3 separate regions of the Mus musculus genome follow, and regions 2 and 3 are each linked to region 1. Evidence: chromatin contacts called from public Hi-C and Micro-C data. All regions are on one chromosome and are shown on one strand. Each heading gives the region's core, a stretch centred on a gene start, on an enhancer-like site or on the middle of the called end of the contact. The rest is flanking DNA. Distances are from core to core; before and after follow the strand shown. Region 1 holds the start of A230028O05Rik (RIKEN cDNA A230028O05 gene). Region 2 overlaps Lpp (LIM domain containing preferred translocation partner in lipoma). Region 3 has its middle 47 kb from the start of Gm32196.

Region 1 (4,164 bases), core at 1,122-3,621:
TACTTTAATAATATTTTTTGTGTAATTATCAAGGACTCTTAAAACTTCCCATCCCTCCTGCATGGTAGGAATAATAAACATGCCTGTTTTATTGGGGGGGGGGGGTGAAGGAAATGAGACCTTACACACAGAAAGGGAATATGATTCATCTCCAGCTAGCGGTGAGTCAGCTGAGACAGCCCAGGCACCCTGACACTGGGGGGGAGGGGGGAGCATTCACAAGGCCAGCCGTCCTGCTTGCTGTTATTTCCAAACCTTTAATATCTTCTGCAGCTTCATGCTTCTTGCACTGGCTCACTTTTGATTAAGTTCTTTATTGTGATGCGAACAGTAAGGGACTTGGTCTTTTCTACGTTCTGAAAGGAACTTGAAATGTTTTTATATTTTCCTAGGAGCTCTGAGCTTCCCAAAATGTGGGCTTCTTGGGAAACTTGTAGTGAGAATTCTGAAGATGTGCACAGTGAAAAATATCGGGCAAGGCCAAACATCCAGTTAAGGTGGGAAGTGGGGACTCGTCCCCAAACAGGCGGTGCGCTTCTCTGGAGTCTAAGGCCTCTTTTATAACACCTAGTGACAGTTTTTCTGTGTAGGTGCTGAGAAGCATAAGAAGAGCTGTGGTGAGCTACTTCTTGTGGAATCAGAGTATTAAGAAATCCCGGGAAAACTTGTCAAAAAGAAAATGCGGCTTTTCCTGCCCTGAGGCTATCTCAAGGGAGGAAGAAGAGAGTATATGGAAGCCTGCCTCCAGAAGACTGGTGAGAACAGAAGGGTTGGCCAGCCCCAGGACAGCCCTCAAGGCAAGCTATGACTTTTACCAAGCCAGACACTCACATAAAGGCCCTCAGTAAGGTGACTACATAAAATGCAACCCAAGCCAGACATTTTAGCGTGATGAAGGAAGCTATTCAGGACTCCAGGCTGTGGTGGCACACACCTTTAATCCCGTCACTAAGATGGCAGAGGCAGGCAGATCCCTGAGTCAAAAGCCAGCCTGGTCTACAGAGCGAGTTCCAGGACAGCCAGGGCTACACAGATAATCCCTGTCTATAAATTATATGTAATTATTATAAAATATATGTAATATTAGATAGATAGATAGATAGATAGATAGATAGATAGATAGATAGATAGATAGATAGATAGAAGGCCTACCTAAACAAAGAGAAGGCAAATCAAGAAGGGTGGGTGCTGGGTGGCCTTTGCCATCGGTGTTGATATTGACAAGGAATGAGTTCTACCCATGGAGCAATAACTATATAATAACTTATATCCCATACAAGAGACTTAACACAGGCACAAAGGGACTGGTTATCTGGAGGACATTAGTAAATCTCTCAGAAAAACTGAAAGAAGGCAGCAAGAGAGGTGGGGGCACCCAAGTTGAGATTTGATGGCTACAGAGGAACTGAGGCATGGCAGTAGGAAGTCAGGCAGAGGTCATCAAGCCCAGAAACTAGCCTCTGTGGGATGCTCAGGGAAAGGCAGGGTCAATCGGATATGCCTGCCATAGACCGCGGCAAGAATGACATGGGCACCCCGGGCTGGGTTTGGCCTACTGTGTAGACAAGCTGACATCTGTTTCTAAGTATGATTCGCCAAGTCAATTCTCCCCTCCCCGGGTTTGCTTTGTCTCTGCTGGGCAAGTGGTCTTCTCTCTCCATCAAGGACTCTCATCTGAGGAAGACACCACTTCCGGGTTTCACTACCAAATTCTCCCTGAGTCTCTAGCCACGGAGAAATGGGTTTGGATGATCACAGGAAGTACCTTTTTGGCAGTCCAACATGGCCAGAAATCTGAAGGGGGTGGATTTTAGTGGCTCTCCCTTTTTGATATTTCGCCTTTGGGAGACTCTTTCTCTGCTTACTTTCCAGGACTTACAAGTCCGGAGTTCCTTTGGACTTTAGAGACCTTAGGCTTTTAGAGACCTGAAGGTCACAGGATCAAAGAGGGACTTTCTCCTTTGGTCCTTAAGACCAACTGGTGAGGTAGGTTGAGAACAGGTAACAGTTAACAGGCAGAGAAAGGATTGACAGCTGCTGCCAGGAGCTCATCAGCCAGGCTTTGTATATGGAGCACCGTAAGCTTTCCAGCAGGAAGGAGGGGAAGGGTAGAAGGAAGAGGAGTAGCAAGCAGAAAGGGGGAGGAGCAGAATAGTGCCGAAGGACTAAACTAGAACTTTCTTCTTCGCCCCACCTCCAAACTTACCCCTCCCTCGCAACCCAGGGGGGAGAAAATGGGTCTGAGGCTGTGCGGTTGGGAAGGGCGGAGGGTAACATCTTCACAGATGCTGCAGCTTGGCCCTGCAGGGCTGCTGGGCCTTTGAAAGGCCACTTGTAAACTCTTGGTTCCGAACAGAAAGGCAGCCGGGAGGAGCTGGGGCGCGGGCAGGGGGAGGAGACCGGTCTGCCTTCAGTGCCTAGAAATCAAAGCAGCCAACCTTGGGCTTTTTCTTTCCTTCACACTGAGGCACTTTTATTGGCGAGATGAAGGGAGGCAGAGAGGGCCTACAGCCCTCGCTTCGCTTTTGGAGGTTAATGACCCAGTTAGCAGCTCTTGGCTGAGTTTCCGACATTTTGCAGACATCAAGCCCCGCGCCTCTGCCAAGTACATTCTGTTCCCTGGAGCCCATCCAATGCATCTCAGATTACTATGTAATGCGACAAAGAGGGAGAGGCGGCTGGGAGGGGCCCGGAGAGCTGGGCGGGGTGAGCGGGCGGTAGCCCCGAGAGCGGGACGCAGAAGCCGGCTGGCGGGGAAGAGGATGCCACTCTAAATACAGCTGCTCCAGGGGAGTCGCATCCCTCGAGGGGCTTCTTAGCTGGAGAGGGAGCCCGAAAGGAGGGTGGACAGGCCCTGTCCTCCAGGAATCCTGCCCCGTAGAGCCCGGCACGGTCCAGAACGCAGATGGGGGTGGGGAGAACAACCGGAGACCCGACAGGACAGCGGGAGGAGGAATCCAAGGGGCGGGCCTAGGGGCTCGGCTCCGCCCCTCCAGGCTGCCCCAGGCCCGTCCCAGCAGCTCCAGGGGTGAACAGCCTGCTGGCTAATTATAGACCTGAATGGAAAGCGGCGCTTTTGAATGATCTTGTTGCTCGCACTGCCTTCAGAGTCTGAGGAGCAGGTGCGGCCCTGCTATATACAAAGTGATTCATTTAAAAGCCCTCTGTCACGTACGCTCACTTACTGACACACAGGAATCCTTGTGCGCTCCACCACCCAAAGGATTCCAGAACTGGCTTAAAAGAACTTGAGCTCAGGGCAGAAACCAAGCGACTATTGGAACAACTTCACCACTCCTTAGTAGTCTCGCAGAGTAGATGAGAGAGGGTACTAGGCCTTTCTCAAAATGTTGAAAAGTAGGGTCTTTGCAATTTACAGCTGGAGAAACGGAGGCTGAGACAGAGTTTTGAGACGTGTCTGTGAGAGCGGGAAGTCAGTGTGAAGCTAAAGAGAAGCATGGGGTCCTGCCAGCCCCTTCCTCTGCCTGCCCAGACTGGAGCTTAACGTCTCCCATCCTGAACCTCTGGCACGGAAGAACACCCCTCCTTCTAGAATACCCCTCTTTCCTGAGTGTGGCACCTACCCGTTGCACCTCCCATCCCTGAATCCCACCAGTAAACCAGCTGAAGCCAGTTCCAGGCCTAGGAACTGGCAATCATGCCCATTTTCCCTAGTGTTCTGTATGAGTCAATCTGTTACGGCTCTGTCAGCACAATGCCCTGTGAGGAACTACAGAGGGGGCAAAACTTCCTTCCCTGTCAGCGTCTTACACCCACCTCGGGTTCACACTCACAGCTAGCCAAGACTTTCCATGACCTTGATGACCAACTGCAGTCTGCATAAGCACAATGGAGCCTCATGCCCATTTGATGGAGTCCTTGAAGAGTCTTGGAGGGAGGAAATGACTGGCTCATGGTCATCTGATGGTGAGTCTGTATGGAGAGAGCCCAAAGTGGGCCTGTCTGCATCCTGAGTTGAGGTCAACACACTTACTTCTTTCTTAGATCCGACCACAAGCCCACTCAGTCACAGAGAAATATTGCTGTGAGCAATCTGATTATTTGCTCTCTGGTCCCCACATCACCATACCAGTTTTGTCCACACTTATGAATCTGGGTGTAGAGAACTGTTATTTTTCTCTAAACATCTCTAAACCCAGCCAG
Region 2 (4,164 bases), core at 803-3,302, 240 kb after region 1:
TCAGTGCCCTCTAAAAATGAAGATAACTGTAGCAGCCACACATGCAAGGTCTGTTCTAGGAATGATGTGGGTAACAAGACAGACGAACAATGTTTGACATATAAACATATAATAAGAAATAGCCATGTCTCTTTGAGTCATCAACCACTGAATACCACATAGTGTAGCTCTGTGCCTGTCAATTTAGGGCCTGTTTCCCTAAGGATAGCGGCACTTCCTACAGTGGGAGCTCAGGATCACTGCTAAGCCCATAGTCTACTGAACTGCATTCTGTGAGCTGCCTGACGATCATCATGATGACATGGTGCTATGGCTCTGTAGTATAAATACTTCAGGAATCACAGGCACAGTCTGAGCATCTTCACCATCCTATAGCATGTTTTCAACAACACATTAGAGAGACCTGGTGAAAAGAAAGGAAATTGTGTTTTCCTTTCAGTGTTGTATAATTTTGATTTCATATTAACATGCCTCAGGGAATAAAATATGTATTTACATAAAAATTCTGGTAACGGCATTTTGAAAAGTAATTAAATGAAACACCAGATTCTAGCTGCTAAGGGCTCCATCTCTAATGCTAGGGATATGATAAGACCTAGGCTGTCTACCCTTCCAAACATTTTTATTCACAAGCTTCCAGTGAGAGGCCCAGCTCACCTACTCACTACATCTTCTGGATCTTACTTAGCATTGTACTGGCTAGAATAACTACAAGGACAAGGTTAGTGTGCTCAAAAATGTCAAAACCTATGCTTTCTTCTTTTCTGCTCATCTTTGACTTCCAACAATGTCCAATGGTGAATTTAGCAACTAGGCTCCAAAGTTTTACAAGCCAAATAGGTAAATTTTTAATAACCTGCTGTTCATATTAAGTGTGCTGGATGGAAATTTAGGAGTAAGGTTCAAACTTTTCAAAGCTTGAAAAGTATACAGATTTATCTGGTAGAAGACTGTTTATTGATATAAAAATCAAATCTGTCTAGGATACTGCTTATATTACTCTACATTGTTTGCTTTTGTGATATAGTCCTGTTTTGTAACTCATAATGTTCCTGACCTCTGGATCCTGCTGTGTGGGATTTCAGACATTCACCACTACACCCCAAATTATGATTCTGATGGTATAATACCTATGTATCTAGGAGTATAAAACCAAGACTGTAGAATATATTATTTAACAAGTTAGTTTGGTCAAAAAAAAAATTCTAGGACAAAGGCTCAAAATTCCCATGACAAGTGGAGGATGGGCTTCTTGTAGATGAAGAGATACAGCCTGAAGCTAACCAACTTATCTTATCTTGACAACTTCAAGCCAAGGGTCCCTTGAACAATGTCACAGCTGACTGGGAATGGTGTGCAGGGAGGTTTCCAGGTCCATGTTCACACTGTAATTGTAATGTCTCTGCATTTAAAAATTAAGATTTCTTGATACACAGCCCAACTATGTATGCACTTACATTGGCTTTATCAAAGTGCCTATAAATATATACATAAGTAGAGTCACAAATGCAAGTGTCTTGCTCTACACTCTCAGGCCTAACTCTGTAAGTATTCACACTCTGAACATATTTCAAGGCTGTTCCCTGCATTTGCAGTCTTGTGATTCACTTCTAGATTAGGAAATAATCAGGGTGTATAGTCAAAAACTCAGGCAGGAAGGCAGATGGACACAGCAGCCCTTACAAACTGTTTCCCTAGGATACCAGGCAGAAGCAGGATCTTAACCAAGTATGGAACTGGCAGCCGGAATTTGGAAATAGAAACTGAGCTGGGGACTGGTGGGAAACCCCAATAATCCATCTTCCAAATGATGTACAGGAGATGACATCTGAGTAGGGGGCATGCTTTGTGGGGTGGAGTTCAGTAAGTCTTAGAGAACAAGTGTTTCCCCAAATGATAATTTCAGTAAAAAGAACCACACACAGCTTCCAGCAAGTCTTCGTAGCCATTTATGAGAAACGAAAAGAGAAAGAAATAAGTCTACATGGAGAAACCATGTCCAAGGCCTGACTCATGGTCAAATGCAGAACCAGACTTGTGAATCTGCATAGACTAGACATCCCATTACCTTATTACCATCTGTCTACCCCGAGCACCAAAATAGGCTTTTACAGAGTTCCTGGGCTACTCACTGCATTTCCACAGACTTTGAAACATCCTACAGAACTTAAGATCTCTTTTGTACAATTTTCAGTGACTCACCCTACCCACATGCACTTTAGATTAAAAGCTAATGTTACTTTTCTCTTGTATTTTATCAGATTATTTTAACATTCCCTATGAAAGACAGAGACAGGGAGATGGGCAAGGAGACAGACTCTGGTCAGGAGGGATCTATGAGTGCAGGTGCTCATAAAATCCAGTAGAGGGCGTCAGATCTCCTTGGGAATGCAGTTCTGGCAGTTATGAGCTATCAACCCTGGGTGCTAGGAACCAACTCACATCTCCTTCAAGAGCAGTGAGATCTCAACTGCTGAGCCACGTAGGACATCATTTGTTCCCCACAGCAATCCTTTTAAAGATTTTTCAATTGTGTGTGTGTGTCTGTCTGTCTGTCTGAATATGGGAATATGGGAAATGAATATAGTTCCCTTGTATTTTACTGTGATCTCAGGGCACTGTGTGCCTTTTTCTCATTTACAAAGATGTGTTAAAGAACACAAGAGATAGTTTCCCAAGAAGAGAAAGTGACTGTGCAAACACCTACACTATGCGGCCAATTTCAGTGTAAGGGTTCGTGTGTTCTAGGCACAGGGCTTAAGGCCGCCCTTCCCTGGCTGTGGTGTTTGTGTCACCTCTCTCCAGTGCTGAACCTTGGCTCCCATCTCAGTAAGAATGGTATTCCATTAGGGTCTCGTGGCGATTAGTGACATGCTGTAATATTCAATACAACTTAGTCATCAATAAAGGCTTTACTCTGCTTCCTGCCATGAGCTACAATCAGGACGGAAGCAAACTTCTACTAGTACCAGGCTCTCGTCTACATTAGATGGGTCAGCTTTCTCTCTTCCCACAGTCTTTACACTTGCTGACATCCCAATAACAAATGTCATGTGGGTGCCTGGTCCAGCAGAAGCTATAAAAGACACCAGAGCATGGAGAACCTGAGGAGGAATTAAGAAGCCTCGGAAAGTGTGAAGTGAGGGATGTATGGTATGCATTTGTGTGCACTGACACATGCCCATCAGGAAGAGTGGGTAAAAGAAAGCCCTATTCCCTGAAAGTCACACCAACCGCATTACCCTTGGATTGAAAAGTCAGTGATTTCCTGCATATGCATCACGCATTTAAATTTGGAAGCAATTTTTCCTCGTGAGATAGTTCATGCATTGCTATTAATATAGAAAATTCCCAGAAGTCAGTGAAGAAAGGTTATGGATCTAGAAAGCTAGGGTTCAAGTTTTTGTTTGGCCACTGTGTACCTTTGAAACCCTGAGCAGGTCCTTGGGACTCAGTTTTTTAACTTGAAAAGACACAAGATACAATATGGACTTTATGCACTTTGGATGATTATGGTGAAGCCTGAACGAGGTAATAACTTGATTCCTTCAGCTAACAAATCCTCCCTGAGCTTTTCCTTCTTGCCAAGTGCTGAAGTGAGGCTCCAGCAGCCAACATAGCAGCTTCTCCCTTACAGAACTCAGCTTGTATATGAATGTGTGAGTTTGTTCAATATAAGCAACACACAGACACAAAATGGATACACATACACATTTATACTACACACTTATGTGCATAGCATAGGATAAGTGCTGAACTACACAGAAATGCACGTAAAAGAACTTTGTAAACAACAAAAGGCATTCAAGTCCAAAGTGCCTATTCAGCTCCACATAGTAGGACAGGCCTGCATGCAAGGATTTGGGAGTTTGAGTTTTAAATATTATTAATTCAAGTCCAGCCTGGGCTACATGACATCCTGTGACAATATCTATTAATATTGTTATAGTAGGGATTGCAATATAAACTTTTCTAGAAGTAATCCATCCTTGTGTCTTCCCATAAATGTGTACTTTTTTGAAAAGTACATTAGGGGGCAGACCCATAAATGAATCAGGTAAGTTAGAAGTAGATCTGGCCTTCAGAAGGTTTATAGATCATAAAGACAAGGTGCAAAATAAATTCATACTGTCAGTGATATAAGTCAATACAAGGAAAGCCATC
Region 3 (4,164 bases), core at 868-3,367, 170 kb before region 1:
CAGGGAGAACGAGTTAAAAGAGAAGAAGAAGGGATGGAAAAAAGGGGTAGACCAAAGTATATAACATACATGATGAAAATAGTGAACCTATTATTCTATAAAATTAATATCGGATAAAATAATAAATATGGAAAAGATAATCTACTGTGGTGAATCCTCACATAATTTACATTCTTAATTAAGCTAAGATCAAGGATAAAAACTTAAATAGCCTTTGTTGACTGTGCACTACCCACCAAGTGGTATAATATTTATCTTCAATACAAAACCTGGGAGGTAGACATAATTCTCATCTTTCAGAGGAACAAGAGACTTTATCTACCAATTCATTTAATAAGTCAGCATACTAGTATATTAAGCACTTTGACTGTGCTACCACAGAGAGTGTCTCTTATGTGCTATCACAGGGGGTATTATTTAGCCTTCTAGCTAGCTTTTCTATATTATTATTATTATTGTTGTTGTTGTTGTTGTTGTTGTTGTTATCTTCTCCAAAGCCTAGGAACTGTGATGAGCCATTATCATTCCCAGCTTGAGGACATAATAGTGTATGAGAAGAGTGAAGCTGGCACAATGCATATTAGAATGACAAGACAGATACCAGGCCCTCAAGATGTCCCTATATCTGTTCCTTTCCCAAGGTACATATATATATATACATATACATATACATATACATATACATATACATATACATATACATATACACATACACATACACATACACATACACATACACATACACATACACATACACACACACACACACACACACACACACACACACACACACATACACATACATATACATATACATATGCTGCTTTTCTTTGGATTTGTTGTTGTTGTTGTTGTTGCTTTGATAAACACCATGACCAAAAACCACCTGAGAAGGAACGTGTTCATTTCATCTTACAGATTAGTCCATTGCTGAGGGATTTCAAGGCAAGAACTCAAAGCAGGAAGCTACAACAGATTCCACAGAGGAACGCTCCTCACTGGCCCTGCTCCCAGGCTAGCATTTTTTCTCTCCAATAACTCAAGTCTATATCCAGTTGACAGCTAACGCAAACTAGGAACCGTACCCCTTGACAATTTGATACACCAACATCAACATATCACCTTAAGCTATAACCTTTTCTTTCTTGTTAGTCTTCAAGAACTTACGTGACTATCATAACTTAAATAAGTACATTAAAAGTCCCACACTCTTGACAAACCGGTAACGCCTACAAACTACAACAATGGCCAGAATAAAAAGCAAGATATCCCAAAAGATACAATAGTAGAACTTATACCTTGGGGGTAATTCAAACGCCTCAGACTCGGACTTAAGGCCTAACTAGAAGGCAATTCATGCCTAACACTGTAAACTTAGGCAACCAGCCATAGATGATAAGGCCATGGAACCTAAAACACCTGCTGTTACCATTCCCCTAAACCAGTAAACTTTCTCACTGCAGTCTAAATAACATATTCACTTAACTTACTTTTACCTTATACACCCAGATAAGTATTGTTTTCACCCAACATCAATGAGATCACTACAGAAAAGCCACTACCGGCCAGAGATGCTTCTCACTCCTGACTAATACATTACATCATAACCCTTCCATCTAACACTTAGGACACATCACAGAAGAAACGCAAGGAGATAGTAAGACTACTGCTATCTGCTGTAGGACTACTAAGACTACTGTGACATAATCTCTTCTAAAAAGAAAAAAAAGAAAAAGAAAAGGAAAAAGAAAAAAAGAGGGGGAGCACAAAGTGAGAGGGCAGGGGGAGGGGCTCCTCTGGGAAGAGTTGAGGAGAGGACTGAGGAGGTAAATAGGGTGAAGATATAGATATATTCTATGAGATTTCCGAAGAATTATTTCAAAAATAACATACTTTTGCTAGTTCAGTGTCTCTTTAAAGTGCTTTAACTGTGACTCCTGTAAAACCAAAAAGAAATTAAATACTTTCTTTTCCAAGAAAGGAGGAGAAGCAGGGCATAATTACAATCAGATCAACATAAAACAGAAGTCCAGTAAGTCACTCTGTGTCACATCTGGGACTCACTCATGACCTAGTTTCAAAAGGCTTGGTAGCTCAGCTCTGCCAGCCATAGCTGTCTAAGAGTCTCAGGCCATCTCTTTAAAACAGCAGCCACTCCTCTTGGTGGATGTCCTATGGTTCTCACTCCAGAATTCTGGGCTCCTCACTAAAAATGATACTTTTACCAATTCCCTTTCCTCTTCTTTCTTCAGAACTTGTCACATGCCAAATGTCAGCCACTCTCCATATCCCTCCTTGGTCTTGCATCACTTGTGCCTTCAAAACGAGTGCTAGATGGGTGATCCTTATACAGAATTAAGTTCAGCTTCCAACTTTAGATGTAGAAAGAGCCCCACATCCATAGCCATTACTAGTACAGCAACTACTGTACACTAACCCTGTGGAAATACTTCCCGAAAGATTTCACCTCAATGATGCTAATCTCTTGTTAATCCTGATTTCTCATCCCCAGATGAGCAGCATCAGTTGTCCAGGAAAGAGATTTTATTCCTAGGTTCTAGTCTCTTGTCAGTCACAGATGATTCTCCAGCCCCTGCTGACCAAACACCAGATTAATTCAAATATATCACACAAAGATCCTCAACAGAGACTTTTCTTCCCTCTCAAACTTGAGGAGCCGGGCCTTCGTCATCTTGATTTCTCTGAGCATTCTTATAGTTAAGTTCCCATGCAACAGCCTAGTAAGGTCTAAGCACTCAACATCTTTTTCAGCTCAGATCTCCAAATGGTTCTACAGTGCTACCCCCAAAGCAGGTTCATCGCAGCCACAGGCTTCTCTCTCGGTACCACTGTAATAAAGCACTGAGCAAAAGCATTTTAGGAATCAATGGGTTTATTTCATTGTGAAGGTTTCAGTCCTTTGTTGATGTAAGTCAGCAATGAAACTAAAGCAAGGCTTTGTTTATTGCTGTAAAACAGAAACCACCGAGTGAGGAATTCTGCTTACTATCGGGCTGTTGCGTTTGTGTTCAGCTATCTTTCTTGTATCACCAGGATTTACCTGCCCAGTGATGGCACTGTACACAGTGATCTGGCCCTCCTACAGCAATTGGCAATCAAGAAAAATGCCCCTGGTCACGCATAGCACTCAATATGATTGAGGCAATCCTCCAGTTGAGAGTCCCTCGGATAAGTAAGCATCCTTTTAAAATGATCTCTATTTTATATCAAGTTTGTGGGGTTTTTGGTATTTATTGATGTTGTATTCCTAGCAATCTGTTACTGTGTTATGTTTTATAGATATAAAGATAAAAAGTTATGCATTCCTGCATTGCGTTATCTTAGAGGTATTTCATAAGGGCACAAGTATAGACACAGCGCATTACAACAGGAATAACTGTTAACAATATAAGGTAGAGACTGGAAGATTTGCATTGGCATCATGCAAACATTCCTTTTCCTTATTGATTCTCTTCTGCACTGGCCTTATCAGTGAGACTCTCCCTGGTTTCTTTCTTGAGCTAGTTTCCTTTTATAAAGTTTCTTAATGAGCTCCTGTTCTAAATTACATATCCCAAATTTCAGTTTCTCTTGGTTCTTAAATAAGGCACTTTGGCTTTCACCAAAGTGGAAGAGTGTCTTACCGACAGATTTTGATACAATCAGCCAGCCAGTTGACTCCTCCCCCAGCAAGGTATCCACCAGGACCAGGCAGTCTCTACCAGTGCAGGGATCGAGTATATCCCTGCAGCTGAATCCTGCTAACTACATCCCACATGAAGTTTAAGCTCTGAAGCCAAGAATGAAGTCAGGTTATGAGAGGCCAGGCAGTTGAAGAGAACCTAGAAACCACACGTAGATAATATATATTTTGTTCATACTAGGGGAAGGCTTGCTGGGCAGGCAGACATCCAGTGCACACTGTTACACGCAGGCTACACATAGGGAAGCACACAGGAACAGACCAGCATATAGGTAAAGCCATATGGATACAAAGTTTTGAAAGGTGGCATTCTATCAGAAGTGGTTATATTATAGATTACACCACAGTTTACCCTTTGGTTTCCAGGATTTCTAATGTCCATTATTCATAGACCTTTGGTTGTACAGCCACCTTGGCCCAGGCTGAATATGAGCACCATGCTGTCCAAATGTACACTGTTC

Evidence for each region. A called contact is a pair of places that touch in the nucleus more often than the background predicts.
Region 2: a contact with region 1 is called in a Hi-C map of bone marrow-derived macrophages, with 11 times the contacts expected there. The contact joins the enhancer-like site here to the promoter of A230028O05Rik in region 1. A contact is called at or near these places in 13 of 39 promoter capture datasets (the 3T3-L1 cell line, 3T3-L1-derived adipocytes, the C10 cell line and 7 more), 3 of 15 datasets of contacts at CTCF or cohesin (CD8 T cells, large pre-B cells and pro-B cells), 69 of 484 Hi-C or Micro-C datasets (3T3-L1-derived adipocytes, the AML12 cell line, the AtT-20 cell line and 35 more), 17 of 115 datasets of contacts at active chromatin or transcription factors (T-cell acute lymphoblastic leukemia, acute myeloid leukemia, bone marrow-derived dendritic cells and 9 more) and 1 of 9 other capture datasets (embryonic stem cells).
Region 3: a contact with region 1 is called in a Micro-C map of brown adipocytes, with 5 times the contacts expected there. The contact joins the enhancer-like site here to the promoter of A230028O05Rik in region 1. A contact is called at or near these places in 6 of 484 Hi-C or Micro-C datasets (brown adipocytes, liver, muscle stem cells and 2 more).

The regions. Positions count from the first base shown.
Region 1 is chr16:25,057,846-25,062,009 of GRCm38.p6, reverse strand. A230028O05Rik (RIKEN cDNA A230028O05 gene) reads right to left here and starts at 2,371. Exons shown (of 3, transcript NR_040374.1): 1 at 2,207-2,371.
Region 2 is chr16:24,820,594-24,824,757 of GRCm38.p6, reverse strand. The region is part of intron 8 of Lpp (LIM domain containing preferred translocation partner in lipoma); the gene reads right to left. Among named protein-coding and RNA genes, the nearest start is that of Mir28a, 5.2 kb to the left of the region's middle. Within about 2 kb of position 2,052, at least 6 of the 459 cell types and tissues checked have an H3K27ac peak or open chromatin away from gene starts, as enhancers often do. A contact at or near this core is called in bone marrow-derived macrophages and hippocampal neurons, where this site is marked.
Region 3 is chr16:25,222,939-25,227,102 of GRCm38.p6, reverse strand. No RefSeq gene overlaps it. Among named protein-coding and RNA genes, the nearest start is that of Gm32196, 47 kb to the right of the region's middle. Within about 2 kb of position 2,117, at least 13 of the 459 cell types and tissues checked have an H3K27ac peak or open chromatin away from gene starts, as enhancers often do. A contact at or near this core is called in brown adipocytes, where this site is marked.